3 separate regions of the Mus musculus genome follow, and all the other regions are linked to region 1. The links are chromatin contacts, called in public Hi-C maps. All regions are on one chromosome and are shown on one strand. Each heading gives the region's core, a stretch centred on a gene start, on an enhancer-like site or on the middle of the called end of the contact. The rest is flanking DNA. Distances are from core to core; before and after follow the strand shown.

Evidence for each region. A called contact is a pair of places that touch in the nucleus more often than the background predicts.
Region 2: a Hi-C map of the N1E-115 cell line shows a contact between it and region 1, with 3 times the contacts expected there. The contact joins two enhancer-like sites. A contact is called at or near these places in 2 of 484 Hi-C or Micro-C datasets (the N1E-115 cell line and cerebral cortex).
Region 3: a Hi-C map of the N1E-115 cell line shows a contact between it and region 1, with 4 times the contacts expected there. The contact joins two enhancer-like sites. A contact is called at or near these places in 1 of 15 datasets of contacts at CTCF or cohesin (large pre-B cells), 1 of 484 Hi-C or Micro-C datasets (the N1E-115 cell line) and 1 of 115 datasets of contacts at active chromatin or transcription factors (embryonic stem cells).

The regions. Positions count from the first base shown.
Region 1 is chr2:20,663,339-20,667,530 of GRCm38.p6, reverse strand. The region is part of intron 4 of Etl4 (enhancer trap locus 4); the gene reads right to left. Among named protein-coding and RNA genes, the nearest start is that of Arhgap21, 300 kb to the left of the region's middle. Within about 2 kb of position 1,775, at least 89 of the 459 cell types and tissues checked have an H3K27ac peak or open chromatin away from gene starts, as enhancers often do. A contact at or near this core is called in the N1E-115 cell line, where this site is marked.
Region 2 is chr2:20,116,408-20,120,599 of GRCm38.p6, reverse strand. It overlaps a transcript of Etl4 not described here. Among named protein-coding and RNA genes, the nearest start is that of Gm23970, 160 kb to the left of the region's middle. Within about 2 kb of position 2,224, at least 1 of the 459 cell types and tissues checked has an H3K27ac peak or open chromatin away from gene starts, as enhancers often do. A contact at or near this core is called in the N1E-115 cell line, where this site is marked.
Region 3 is chr2:21,185,532-21,189,723 of GRCm38.p6, reverse strand. Enkur (enkurin, TRPC channel interacting protein) reads left to right here. Exons shown (of 5, transcript NM_027728.2): 4 at 411-557. Among named protein-coding and RNA genes, the nearest start is that of Enkur, 18 kb to the left of the region's middle. Within about 2 kb of position 2,198, at least 16 of the 459 cell types and tissues checked have an H3K27ac peak or open chromatin away from gene starts, as enhancers often do. A contact at or near this core is called in the N1E-115 cell line, where this site is marked.

The DNA of each region.
Region 1 (4,192 bases), core at 526-3,025:
GCGGTTGCTGGGATTTGAACTTCGGACCTTCGGAAGAGCAGTCGGGTGCTCTTGCCCACTGAGCCATCTCACCAACCCCAGTTGTCTCATTCTTAATGTAGGATGTCCTAGAAAAATCAAACTCTAACAACAGTGAAAGGAAAGCTCACTTGTGGTCAGGAGTTGGTGAGGAATGAAGGTTAAATGGGCAGACTACAGAACATCTTTGGGGCAGAGAAAATACTTTCTATTATGTACAATGGTGACTTCTCCTCACTGCCTGTCTGATCTAAGAGCATGCATAAAACCAACAGTACGCTCTAGCAGCAGCCAGGTGCTGTCAGTGGTATTGACATGGCAGGGCAGGGCTATCAGGTGGGCCACTATTCCTGGCCTAAAATGAACAGATGATAAAAATTATAGCCAGGTGTGGTGGCGCACGCCTTTAATCCCAGCACTCGAGAGGCAGAGGTAGGCAGATTTCTGAGTTCGAGGCCAGCCTAGTCTACAAAATGAGTTCCAGGACAGCCAGGGATATACAGAGAAACCCTGTCTCAGGAAAAAAATAAATAAATAAAAAATAAAGATCAAGGTAATGGACAAACTGATGCATTTGTATCAGTAGCTCTCAACTGTCCTACTGCTGCAACTTTTTAATACAGCTCCTCATGTTGTGGTGACCCCATGCCATAAATTATTTTCATTCCTACTTCATAACTGTAATTGTTGCTGCTGAGCGGTACCTGAATTCCTAGGACCATCAGAAACATGTGTTTTCCTGTGGGTGCTACCCACAGGTTGAGAACTGCTGATCTAACTGATAATATGTTAGGCGGATTCATTAAAATTTTCAACTCTAGCCGGCACGCATGCCTTTAATCCCAGCACACGGGAGGCAGAGGCAGGCGGATTTCTGAGTTTGAGGCCAGCCTGGTCTACAGAGTGAGCTCCAGGACAGCCAGGGCTACACAGAGAAACCCTGTCTTGAAAACGCCCCCCCCCCCCATCAATTCTGACCAATATGACAACACAGAGATACTCAAAGACACACAGCGCTTCCAAACAGCACCAACAAGGGCTTACTTACAAGGCCATGACTCTGAGGCTGGGGTGGAGGTGGGGGTGGGAGGGGTGGGTATAACAGCTACACTTGTAGTCCTCTGTACTGGGACTCGGGACTGTGCTTCTGTGCATCTTGTGTTAAATAAGACCAGACACAAGGGGATTTCTTTAATCAAGGCAAGGCTGAGTAAGGACCTTGGAAAGGAGAGTGCATGTGCAGGCTCCTGGTGACTCAGATTTTCCCTCCATTCCATAGGCTCAGCAACCCCAGTCAATTGTACCCTGGGCACTAGGTGCATCCCAGAGGAAATTCCTAAATTGGCCACAAGGAGGAAGTCGAGGGCAGCAGTAACATTGCTGACCCAAAAGCCCTCATTTTCTGAGGCCACAGCCTCTCTTTTGACCAACTTCTTATGTCTCTCATCTCCTGTCCTCTCCTCTTCCTGAGTCCTTTTGTTTCTCTCCAGAAGTTGGAAAATTCTATGCTAGTTGAATTCACTAGGTAACGGATTGAACCTCTTGACTATGGGTTTATAGGCACTCTGAAGAAAAACTGGCTTTAGACTGAGGCTGAGCAGTTTTCACAAGCACAGGGAACCACAAATGTTCACTCAGTAATCCCTTAAGCAAGACTTTGTTAGCCTCTTCTCTCTCTCCGGGAGGAGGGGTTCCCCTGCAGGGCAGGTATCCACCTGCAAGGCCAGCTGCCCTGACAGCCGAAGGAAATTCCTCCCTTGAAGACAAAGGGTCCATTATCCAACAGGCTCCGTTCCCAGGGATAGATAGGGGAGGCACACAGGAGTTTCTTATCTTTACTTTATTTGGCAAAACAGGCGGGGGGGGGGGGGGGGGGGAATCTTCACAGAGACCTGACATCCCCAACCCACCCCATTTCCTGCAAAGCACAAAGGAGAAATTCCACTGCCAGCCTGGCTCTTGCCTCAGGGATGACTGTGGCTAAAAGAGCACAGTGCTCTTTAACCCACATGGAAGCTGCAGGCTGGTGACAGTAGGAAGGCTCTGTCTGTCTTCCCCCTGTCCTGAGCAGTGTTCTCCCAAGTTGTATGCTAGTCCCTGGGGTCCCAGAGATAACACTGGAAGATGCAGCTAATGAGTGAGATCTGGGGTTCATACGTCCTGATTCTGTGACTTAACTGCCAGGCTAGAGAAACACACACACACACACACACACACACACACACACACACACACACACAGAGAGAGAGAGAGAGAGCATTCCCTATGTTCTTCTTCCGGTGGTGATGGCACATGCCTTTAATCCCAGCACACAGGAGGCAGAGGCAGGTGGATCTTTGTGAGTCCAAATCCAGCCTGGTCTATAGAGCTAGTTAGTTAGTTCTAGGACAGCCAGGTCCAACACAGTCCAAGCTGATTTCAAATTTACTCTGTAAGTCACTCTTACCTCACACTCAAAAAATCTTTCCGACTTAGCTTCACAACTACTGGGATTTCCAGTATGCATGATCACACCCAGCTTGAAATTCAGTGTTAAAAAATGATACTGAGTGCTTGCTGCTGCTAAGCACATACAGTAAGATTGGAGCAGCAGAGACTTCAATAGAGCCTCTCGCCAGCATGGAGTGCAAAGCCACAAATGGTCTGTATTTTACAATAATGATTATGTCTTATGAATAACAGGAATGCTGATAAGAAGACAATAGAAATGTTAATCACCCCAATGCATCAGGACCCTCTGTGTACTTGTGACATCACAATGTACCCCCAAAGTACATGGAATTATTAGATCTTAGTTTAAGATTTAATTGGAGATGAAATAATAAAATGGTAGGTGTCCTTACTTGATCAGAAAGTATCTTTTACATACATACGCCATTTACATTAGCATACTCCACACTGAACCTTATATACGTGTCCAGTTAGAAAGCAAATGAAGGAAAGGCTAGAGAGATGACTCCACAAGTTGAAAAAAGTTGCAAGCCTGATGGCCCGGGTTCAATTCTCAGAACTCACATAAAACCCCATGTGGTGGGTGGCAGGCGTCTACAATCCCAGCACTCTTCCCTCTTCTTTTCTCTTCTTTTCTTTTTTTAAATATTTTTTAAAGAAACATTTTATAAAGACTTATTAATAAATAATATGAGAACATTGTAGCTGACTTCAGACTCACCAGAAGAGGACATCAGATCCATTACAGATGGTTGTGCGCCACCATGTGGTTGCTGGGATTTGAACTCAGGACCTCTGGAAGAGCAGCCAGTGCTCTTAACGACTGAGCCATCTCTCCAACCCTGATCCTAGCACTCTTACAGTGAGATGAGAGCTTGCCCAGAGAACTAGGGTCAGCCTGCCTGGAATGTTCAATTCAGCAATACTCGGCCCAGCACAAACAAGACTCTGCCTCTAAAACAAGGTAGAAAGGTTATCTTCTGACCTCCTCCTACATGCCATGGCGTGTGGGCACCCACACTCACATGTATATCCCTCACACACATATACACACAGACAATTAAAGACAATACCAAACAACAATAAACATAGATGGCTAAAAAATTTAAAAATAGTAGTAGTATTGTTAACATAAGCAACATTGTGCCTTTTAAGATAGCTAATGTAATGTCTGAAACCATACAAATAATATAGCATTTTTTGTTTGGGCTAGGGTTTGTCTGAATAGCCAGAATGGCATCTGAACCCAGTCTGCTCTGGATATTATCTGCAACAAGGAAGCAAAATCAAGGCACCATTCACACCTATCTTCTCCTTATACTTCTAACAACAGTTTGCTAGGTGTGATGTGCAGAATTCAGTTGTTTTCTGCATTGACCTCTCATCTTATCCCCTCTTCTCCTGACTCCACCTGGCTGCAAACACAAGTAGTATTACGTGAAATCCTTAAAAAGTTGGAACACAGTACACAAAACACTAGCACAGAGGGCAAGGAGATCTACACTCTGTAATCTGCATGTTCTGAACATGGGGTGAGAAATGCAACAGACGATAAAAAGTGAACTTCTAATTCAGGGGACAAATAGCTGAGGTAAAGGAAAAAAGAGAGCTTTTACCTCTTGGTAAAACTGATTAGAAGGAAAGATATGCCCCACACCTGAGAAGGTCCTCATTTATGTCCTCAAACTAGGAGGAGAGAGGAGCCTGGCACGGCCAGAGAGGC
Region 2 (4,192 bases), core at 975-3,474, 550 kb after region 1:
TTTGTTGAAAGATTAATTTCTTGCTTTTTCTAGGGAGTAGATTCCTTCCTTGTATTGGAGTTTCCCCTTTATTATCCTGTGAAGGGCTGGATTTGTGGAAAGATATTGTGTATATCTAGTTTTATCATGGAATACCTTAGTTTCTCTACCTATGGTAACTGAGATTTTTTTTCTGGGTACAATAGTCTGGGCTGGCATTTGTGTTCTTTTCGGGTCTGTATGACATCTGTCCAGGATCTTCTGGCTTTTATAGTCTCTGGTGAGAAGGCTGGTGTAATTATGATAGGTTTCCTTTATATGTTACTTGACCTTTTTCCTTACTGCTTTTAATATTCTTTTTGTTTATGCATTTGGTGTTTTGATTATTATGTGATTGAAGCAATTTCTTTTCTTGTCCCATCTATTTGGAGTTCAGTAGGCTTCTTGTATGTTCATGGGCATCTCTTTCTTTAGGTTAGGAAGTTTTCTTCTATAATTTTGTTGAAGATGTTTACTGGCCCTTTAAGTTGGAAATCTTCATTCTCTTCTATACCTATTATTCATATGTTTGGTCTTTTCATTGTATCCTAGATTTCCTGGATATTTTAAGTTAGGATCTTTTTGCATTTTGCATTTTCTTTGATGGTTGTGTCAATGTTTTCTATTGTATCGTCTGCCCCTGAGATCCTCTCTTCCATCTTTTGTATTGTGATGCTTGCATCTATGGCTCATGACTTCTTTCCTAGGCTTTCTATCTCCAGAATTCTCTCCCTTTGTGATTTCTTTATTGTTTCTACTTCCATTTTTAGATCCTGAATGGTTTTGTTCAATTCCTTCACCTCTTTGGTTATGTTTTCCTGTAATTCTTTAAGGAATTTTTGTGATTCCTCTTTATGGGATTCTACTTGTTTACCTGTGTTCTCCTGTACTTCTTTAAGGGAGTTATTTATGTCCTTCTCAAACTCCTCCATCATCATCAGAAGAAGTGACTTTAGATCTATATCTTGCTTTTCTGGTGTGGTGTTGTATCCAGGCCTTGCTATGGAGGGAGTATTGGGTTCTGATGATGCCAAATAACCTTGGCTTCTGGTGCTTCTGTTGTTATGCTTGCCTCCCACCATCTGATTATCTTAAGTGCTCCCTGAACTCATTATATCTGATTGGAGCCTGAACATCCTGTCATCCCATTTGAGCCATAACTCCTCAGAGTCTGGTTTTCACTGTGATCCTGTGATTCTGATATCCTGTGATCCTGAGATTCTGGGTATGTCAGAGTTTCTGGGAGTCAAGCTGACTCTGAGACCCTGAGATCCTCGTGTGACCAAGCACCTGGGATCCTGGCTTACTGGAATCCTAAGATCCTGGTTTTGTTAGAGTACCTGGGAGTAGAGACTCCTCTCCTCTGGGGACTGTAAGACTATCCACTGAGATTGTGCCCAAGGTAGAGTCCCACTGACCTGAAGAACCCCATTCTTTCTTTATTTTACCTCATCCAGTCATCATCTCATTAAAGAACTGCTACTGCTATTGTAAAGCCAACAAGGACATCCTGTGGCTAAGTAGGAAATTCTCAGTTCTCACTCTTTGGGTCTGCTTGTAACATTTGATATAGTTAGTCACTGTCATTTTTAACCAGCTAGATTTCAGAACTTATTGCTCATTGTTTTCCTCCGGTCTTACTGTAGATTCTTCTTTTGCCTGGTTATCACCCATCTCCATACCCTTTAGCATGCTCTGGACTCTAGCTCATGACTTCTGCTGTCTTCAGCCACATTCGCTTTCTAAGGCAGATTCACTTAATCTGTGCTGAACATGTGAACCGTGTTTAGAAATTCTTAAAAATATCAATGGGTGAGAACTACTACATTCCCATTAAAGAATTCTTAAGGAAGAATGTGGGAATTGGAGAACTGGTTCCTACTGTGATGTTCTCTTGTAGCCTCAGCTGTGAATGCTGCTCAGGATCGAAAATCTCCACTGTATGACTTCATTAAAGACCATGCCTTTGGACTCCAGACTTGAATATCAAATTGGTGATTGATCTCTGCATTTGGATATTTAGTAAATGTTTCCACCTCCATAGCTCTAAGACAGAATTCCTAATTCTACTCTCTCTAGTCTTGGTTTTGTTTGTTCGAGGTATTCTTTGTCTAGGCATCTGACAACTCCATTCTTCAGATGTATTTGTCAAAGACTTTAGAATCATTTTGATCACTTTTCCCATTAATATCCCACACTCAATGTGGAAACAAATTCCCACTACTTCTGCCTCCAAAATAGTTCAAGAATTTCTTGTTACTCATCATATCTGCTAGATCCAATCCCCATAACTTTGTCTGAGACAGATAATATCTCTCCCTCTTAGTTCTGTGCATCACTTCCTAATATTATATTCCCAGTAAGGGTTTCTCTGAATACCCTGTTCAAACAGTACCTTTCATTGTGTGACTTGTCCATGCTCTGGGATTTATTTGACTCCAATATACTTATCATCTGACATATCTCTCTGATTTAGGTTTGGAAGTACTAGGGACTGAGCCCATGCTGAGTAAGCACTCTATTACTGCTACAACAAACCAGAACACCTACATGTTTGCTGATCCTTCCCTCCTTTAGAAAGCAAATTTAAGAGGGCCTCCAATCTTAATGAGAAACTGCCACTTGAACTGATTAGATGCTCATTAGATATTTACTGACCAAATGTTCCACTCTTGCATATCCTGGCCTATAATCTCTCTGGCAACAACATTATGTAAATGGGTCAAGAAAAGAAGTCTGATCATTTTAAGCAAGAAGGAAGACCTTACTGAACCTCAAGTTAGAATACTTCAGTTTGATGGTATCCGCTGCTTTGACAGTACAGTGTAAATGACATAAAGTAAGATGGAGAGCAGACCATTTGGATACATATCTCTTTCTCTTTCCTGGATGCATCTTAATGTCATGTGCTAAGTGGGTCTTTTTGTTTCAATTAGAGCCTTCCCGCTGGGGTGCAAAAGCAGAGGGCACTGGCACATCTTTACTGTGAAAATGTGCATCTGTGTTACCTGGTAAAATCGCCTGCACTATCTATTGGTGCAGCTGAACTGTGTGCCCCAGGCAATCTGGCTCCTGTGGTGCCTCTGCAGAAATCTGATAAGAAACAGTGGAAAACCAATGTCTTGATGTGGCTGCAAGTCAGGGATTTCACTGTGCCTGCAAACACTCCACCATGAGCCTCCACATCACAAGAAGAATCTTTATCAACCCGGGTTTATTCCATATGTAACAAAACAGATGCCAGCCAACTCAGAGGATAGATTTGAAAAGCCTCTTTAATATCTGAGTGTCAATTTATATCTCATGCTATATCTATGAAAGTGAACATTCATTCCAAAGCTATCAGAGAGGATTAACTCCATTTTAAAAGACACCATTGTGCAGATCTGACACAGCAAAAGAAATATGGCATATGAAACCTATAAATATTACCATAAAAACTTAGAGGAAAATATATTAAGTTCTCAAGATACGGAGGCAGATAAACTGGAAACACAAACATGTTGATTACCAAGTCATCTCACTCACCCCATAGTCAGTATTTCTTGCTCTGGAAAGAGTTTTGCTCATGGATTGAAGATGTCAAACACAGGGTCCAGGGGACGAAACCTAGAAGAATTAGAAAGAATAAGTAGATGTACAGTATCAGGACACGGAGAGTAAGGCATCATCCTGCAGAATGAAAAGCCTGCATAAGACTGAGGTCAACAATCAGGTAGATGGTCATGTGGGTGGGGGTTGGGGTACTTTAGTCCTTCCAGGAGAAGGGCAATGGGTACTGTGCCATCAGCAAGGGTGCTGTCAAGGGCTTAGAAAGTCCAGCCTCACTTAGAGAGGGAAATGAGATAGTAGTGGCTCTTTGTTAGCTAAAGAAAAGCAGCCAGTGACATTATGCTGAAAAAGGCAGAGCCCACTGCTATGCAAACTGTCTTAGTCAGGGTTTCCATTACTGCACAAACATCATTACCAGGAAGCAAGTTGGGGAGGAAAGGGTTTATTCAGCTTACACTTCCATACTGCTGTTCATCACCAAGGAAGTCAGCACTGGAACTCAAGCAGGTCAGAAAGCAGGAGTTGATGCAGAGGCCATGAAGGGATGTTCATTACTGGCTTTCTTCCCCTGGCTTGCTCAGCCTGCTCTCTTATAGAACCCAAGACTACCAGCCCAGGATGG
Region 3 (4,192 bases), core at 949-3,448, 520 kb before region 1:
ATATGTGAAGGTCAGAGGACAATTTATAGAAGTCAGTTCTCTGCTTCCATCCTGTGAGTTCAGGAGATTGAATTCAGATTGTAAGACTTGGTGGCAAGTACCTTTACTCAGTGAGCCAACTTTCTGGTCCAGCATCTTATTTTAAGAGATCAGAATGAACTAGCTCTACGTTTTGGAAGTGGCGTATGTGTGCGCTCATGTGCATGTATGTGCATGTAAGTGTGTATGTGTAATGGCTGGATTTTGCCAATTTGCCTAGTTTTTGTTTATTGGGTCATTTTTGTTTGTTTTTTTCTTGAATATTGAAAACAATAAGCTTTCTTGTTCTCTAATTCCCAGTTGCTCTGCTCACACACAGAAGACTGCTCACAGGAAACTGATTGGCTTTTTTTCTCTGGAAATCCTCGCAGGATTATGGCATCACGCCTGAGTACATATGCAAGCGAAATGAGGATGTGAAGAAAGCACAAGAAGAGTATGACAATTACATCCAGGAGAACCTCAAGAAAGCGGCCATGAAGAGACTCTCTGACGAAGAAAGGGAGGCAGTTCTGCAGGTGAGCCTGTGGGCTTCAGGCCTCTCTAACTCTTCGTCCACCCCCCAGCCCTGCTACTGAAGCCGGGGCTTCCACTGTCTCAAAGCAGTCTCTTTGGGCTCTAGCAAAAGTGCTCAGTAAAGCTTACTCTTTGAAAAGGGAAAGGAAAAAATAAAAGCAAGCCATAATACAGAGATTCATAAAATATTTTGTTTCCAATTTGGTGCATTTAGGTTGTAAGGAAGCCCACTTTCTCCTACAACAAACTGGTATTTTAAAAGAGTGAGAAAATAGTTACTTCCATTCACTAAATTTATTTTTTAAAGTACTCATAACGGAGCTATTTTTCACTAGATGGAGCTCTAGAATAATTGAAGCTGTCTCCAAGCTGTATCTTTTCCATTCTAGTAACTCAGCTACCCAGGTTATTGCGTGAATGGATATTAGGTTTCACATATGGTTCCTCTATTTTGAATAAATGGGCCATTTGACATATCGTTGTTGTAGTTTAATGGAAGAGGTCTATCTGAAGTGTGAGGCATCAAGAGATGAGCAGGGCGTGACACTGTCATTTACACAGAGCAGTTACTAAGCACCTGCTTGTCCTCTTCTGCCACCACGCTGACCCTTAAAGAAGTGGCATAATGATTCTTTTTACATATATTTTGAAAGCTTTCTATAAGACAGTATCCAATGACTTCATAAAACAAGAGAATTCATTTGGGGAGATACCTCAGTAGTAACGAGCTTGTCTGATGATTGTGGCACATAAAACATGGAATGTGGTAGTACATGTTTTGTTTGTGCATAGGGCCCCTATGTGAACATGGAAGGCATTGATTGACAGGAAAGTCCCTGGAAGCTCATGGGCCAATTAGTCTGGCATATAGAGGAGACCCTATCTCAAATAAGGTAGGTAAGGACCAATACCTGCCATTGTCCTCTGACCTCTCCCCAGGCATCATAGCACCCACATACCCTTAATTATAAATACTACACACACAAACACACACAAACACGCACACACACATAACATAAAAAGCAAACTTTATCTTATTAGTAGCTGTTGAAAATGGGCCATATGCAATTATGATACTTAACATTTAAAGGATGAAATCATAAGCACAAATAAAGATTTATTAAATGTCCATTCTCTACACAATATTAGCCTGAGCCATGAAGATACCGCAAATGGTATGAGATCCAAGTTTTGCTACAGAAAGTGCTTTAATTGGATTAGTGAGACACGATCTCTAAAATGCACCAGATAGACAGGAATTGTGAGTGTGTGTGTGTGTGTGTGTGTGTTGTAGGTGTGTGGATCTCAAGCTTAAGAAAAGCCCAAGGTAGTTGTCAGCACCGAAAGATCTTGCTGTTGCGTGGAGCTGCAGAGTAAGAAGCACCTAGACAGCAGGGGGAGCTCTAGAGCTAGGGCTTCTCTCTGGAGGCGACATGATGGAGTTTTGAAAATATACAGGGAGGGGGTAGTCACGGCAGGCAGGAAATGCAGAATTATAGATCATTTGGTGGAGGAAAAGGCTCGTAGCCCATTATTTTTCAATTATTACTTGTCTTCAGGAAGCGCATCCCTCTGCAAAGGCCAGATCATCATGCCTGCAGGACTGCATGAGGGTGGAAAACAGGAACAGGAAGGCCTTCCTCAGAGTGCAAAGGCTCCTGTGCCTTTTGGCCATAGTGGAGAAACATTCTTTGCCTTCCTCTTCAGGTCACCCCAGGACTTCCATTTGATGCTTCACTGGCAACATAGTAAACCCTTCATGGAATGCCTTACTTTCCAGCCAGTGCATAGCTACCCGGTTATAAGGCTAATGGTGGCCCTACTGACGAGCCTTGCTTCCCACTCAACTCAGAACTGCAGAGTTCTATGGTACAATGGTTGCACATGTGCCCTGAGCTCCTTCTTCACACAAGTAACAGTCCCTTTGCACCTGATTCCAAACACCTCACTCTATAGATGAGGAGATTAAATGCAAATATAATAAGCAGTTCACCTGTGTGTTTATCCCTTCCTTAATATGTGGACATCTATGTGTTTATTGTCAAGAGCCTAACACACAAAATAAGCACAGTCCTTACTCTAGTGAACTGGTACACTTGCCTTTGGCCACATATCATTAAGTTGGTGAGTCAGGACTAAAGTCACACCTAACAAACCCTGGGCTGCTGTTTTTCCTACTACAGGCAAGTTGGGTAAAAGGGAAGTTGTATGAGTTCTGGGCTCCAGTGGAGAAACAGAACACGGACTCAGCTGGGGTTCTGAGGGGAGTTTTGGAAGGAATGGTAAAGAGAAGTGAAGTTCATTGAAGGGAACCAGCAAGGCCCTGAGACCTCCAAGACCAGGGAGAGGGAAATACAGCAACATTTATAGACATAAGGACTGCTGTGCGGTGGGGGGAAAAGGACCGTCAGTGTTCTCAGTACATAATGAGCTGGAAAGACCTCACAGTACAGGACACCTGAAAGTGTGTTCAGGAATGTAGATGCAAGAGGTAGAGGCACAATCTCTCTTCCCTCCCTCCAGAGCGCCTTCAAACTCAGAGGACAGAAGGACAAAAAGCAGGAAGTCCATTCTAGCTGTGTCACAAGGCAGGGCAGGAAGGTAGAGAGTGTGTGGGAGCCAAGGAGCCAAACACAGAAAGTGAAAGGCAATTTTTATGGGTCATAGCTCACTATTTGAAAATTTACATCACAAATAATATTATTTGAGTACAAAAACAAGAGAAACAAAAATGAAAAAAGTTAAAAAGACAAATTTCTATTGCTCCAATGGATAAAAGACCATTTTTGTAAACAACGACAAAAAAGGGTTTAAAAACAACAAAGGGGTTGCGTCAACATGATACAAAATTATATTGAGTTTCCATCCTTAGTTGTTGACTTTGATCCTGACAGTATTGTACATTCTAGAAGTTAAAAGCAAACTACCCATCAAAAAGAAGCCCACGGGGGCAAAGATGTGCTTCTGGGACTGCAAGTAATATGAAAATATTCCCCAACTCGCTTGAAACCCCTTTGATATTTGAAAGTGTATAAATGTATACATTTTCTCTCTGCAGTAGGTGGCCCTGTGGTGCACTGTGGAGACATGTTCAGGTTCTATAATGAAGGAGCAGGGGGAAGCAGAGTCTCTTTGAGGGCTTCTCTTCAGGACCCATGTCATGTGCTATTAAAAGCGTCTCTGACCTGACTCCCTCTTGAGAGAGTTAAAGTATAGTGATTTCAGCTTCTACCTTTCAGCATCTCAGATCGTTGCTTCAGTCTGACTCAAAGAAGTCACCTGGCCCATTGCTCCAGCCAACCAGTGTGTCTTATTTAGCATAGCCTAGCTTCTCATTGCTTTACCTAAACACAGAAGTAAATCACTGAGACTTCTTTGTTCCCCACAAAGAAGTTCTTATTCTACTTACTGTGACCTCATTATTTTATAAGATAAGATACTTCCAATCCTTTTTGTTTGTTTGTTTGGTTGGTTGGTTGGTTTGGTTTGGTTTTTTGGTTCTTTTGTTTTGTTTTGGTTGGTTGGTTGGTTGGTTTTGCTTAGCAAAATAGTGATACAAATCACTGGAAATCATTGCAACATTTTCATAAATGCACTTGCTGTGCTTTGATCATACCAACCCTTCATGGTCTTCACA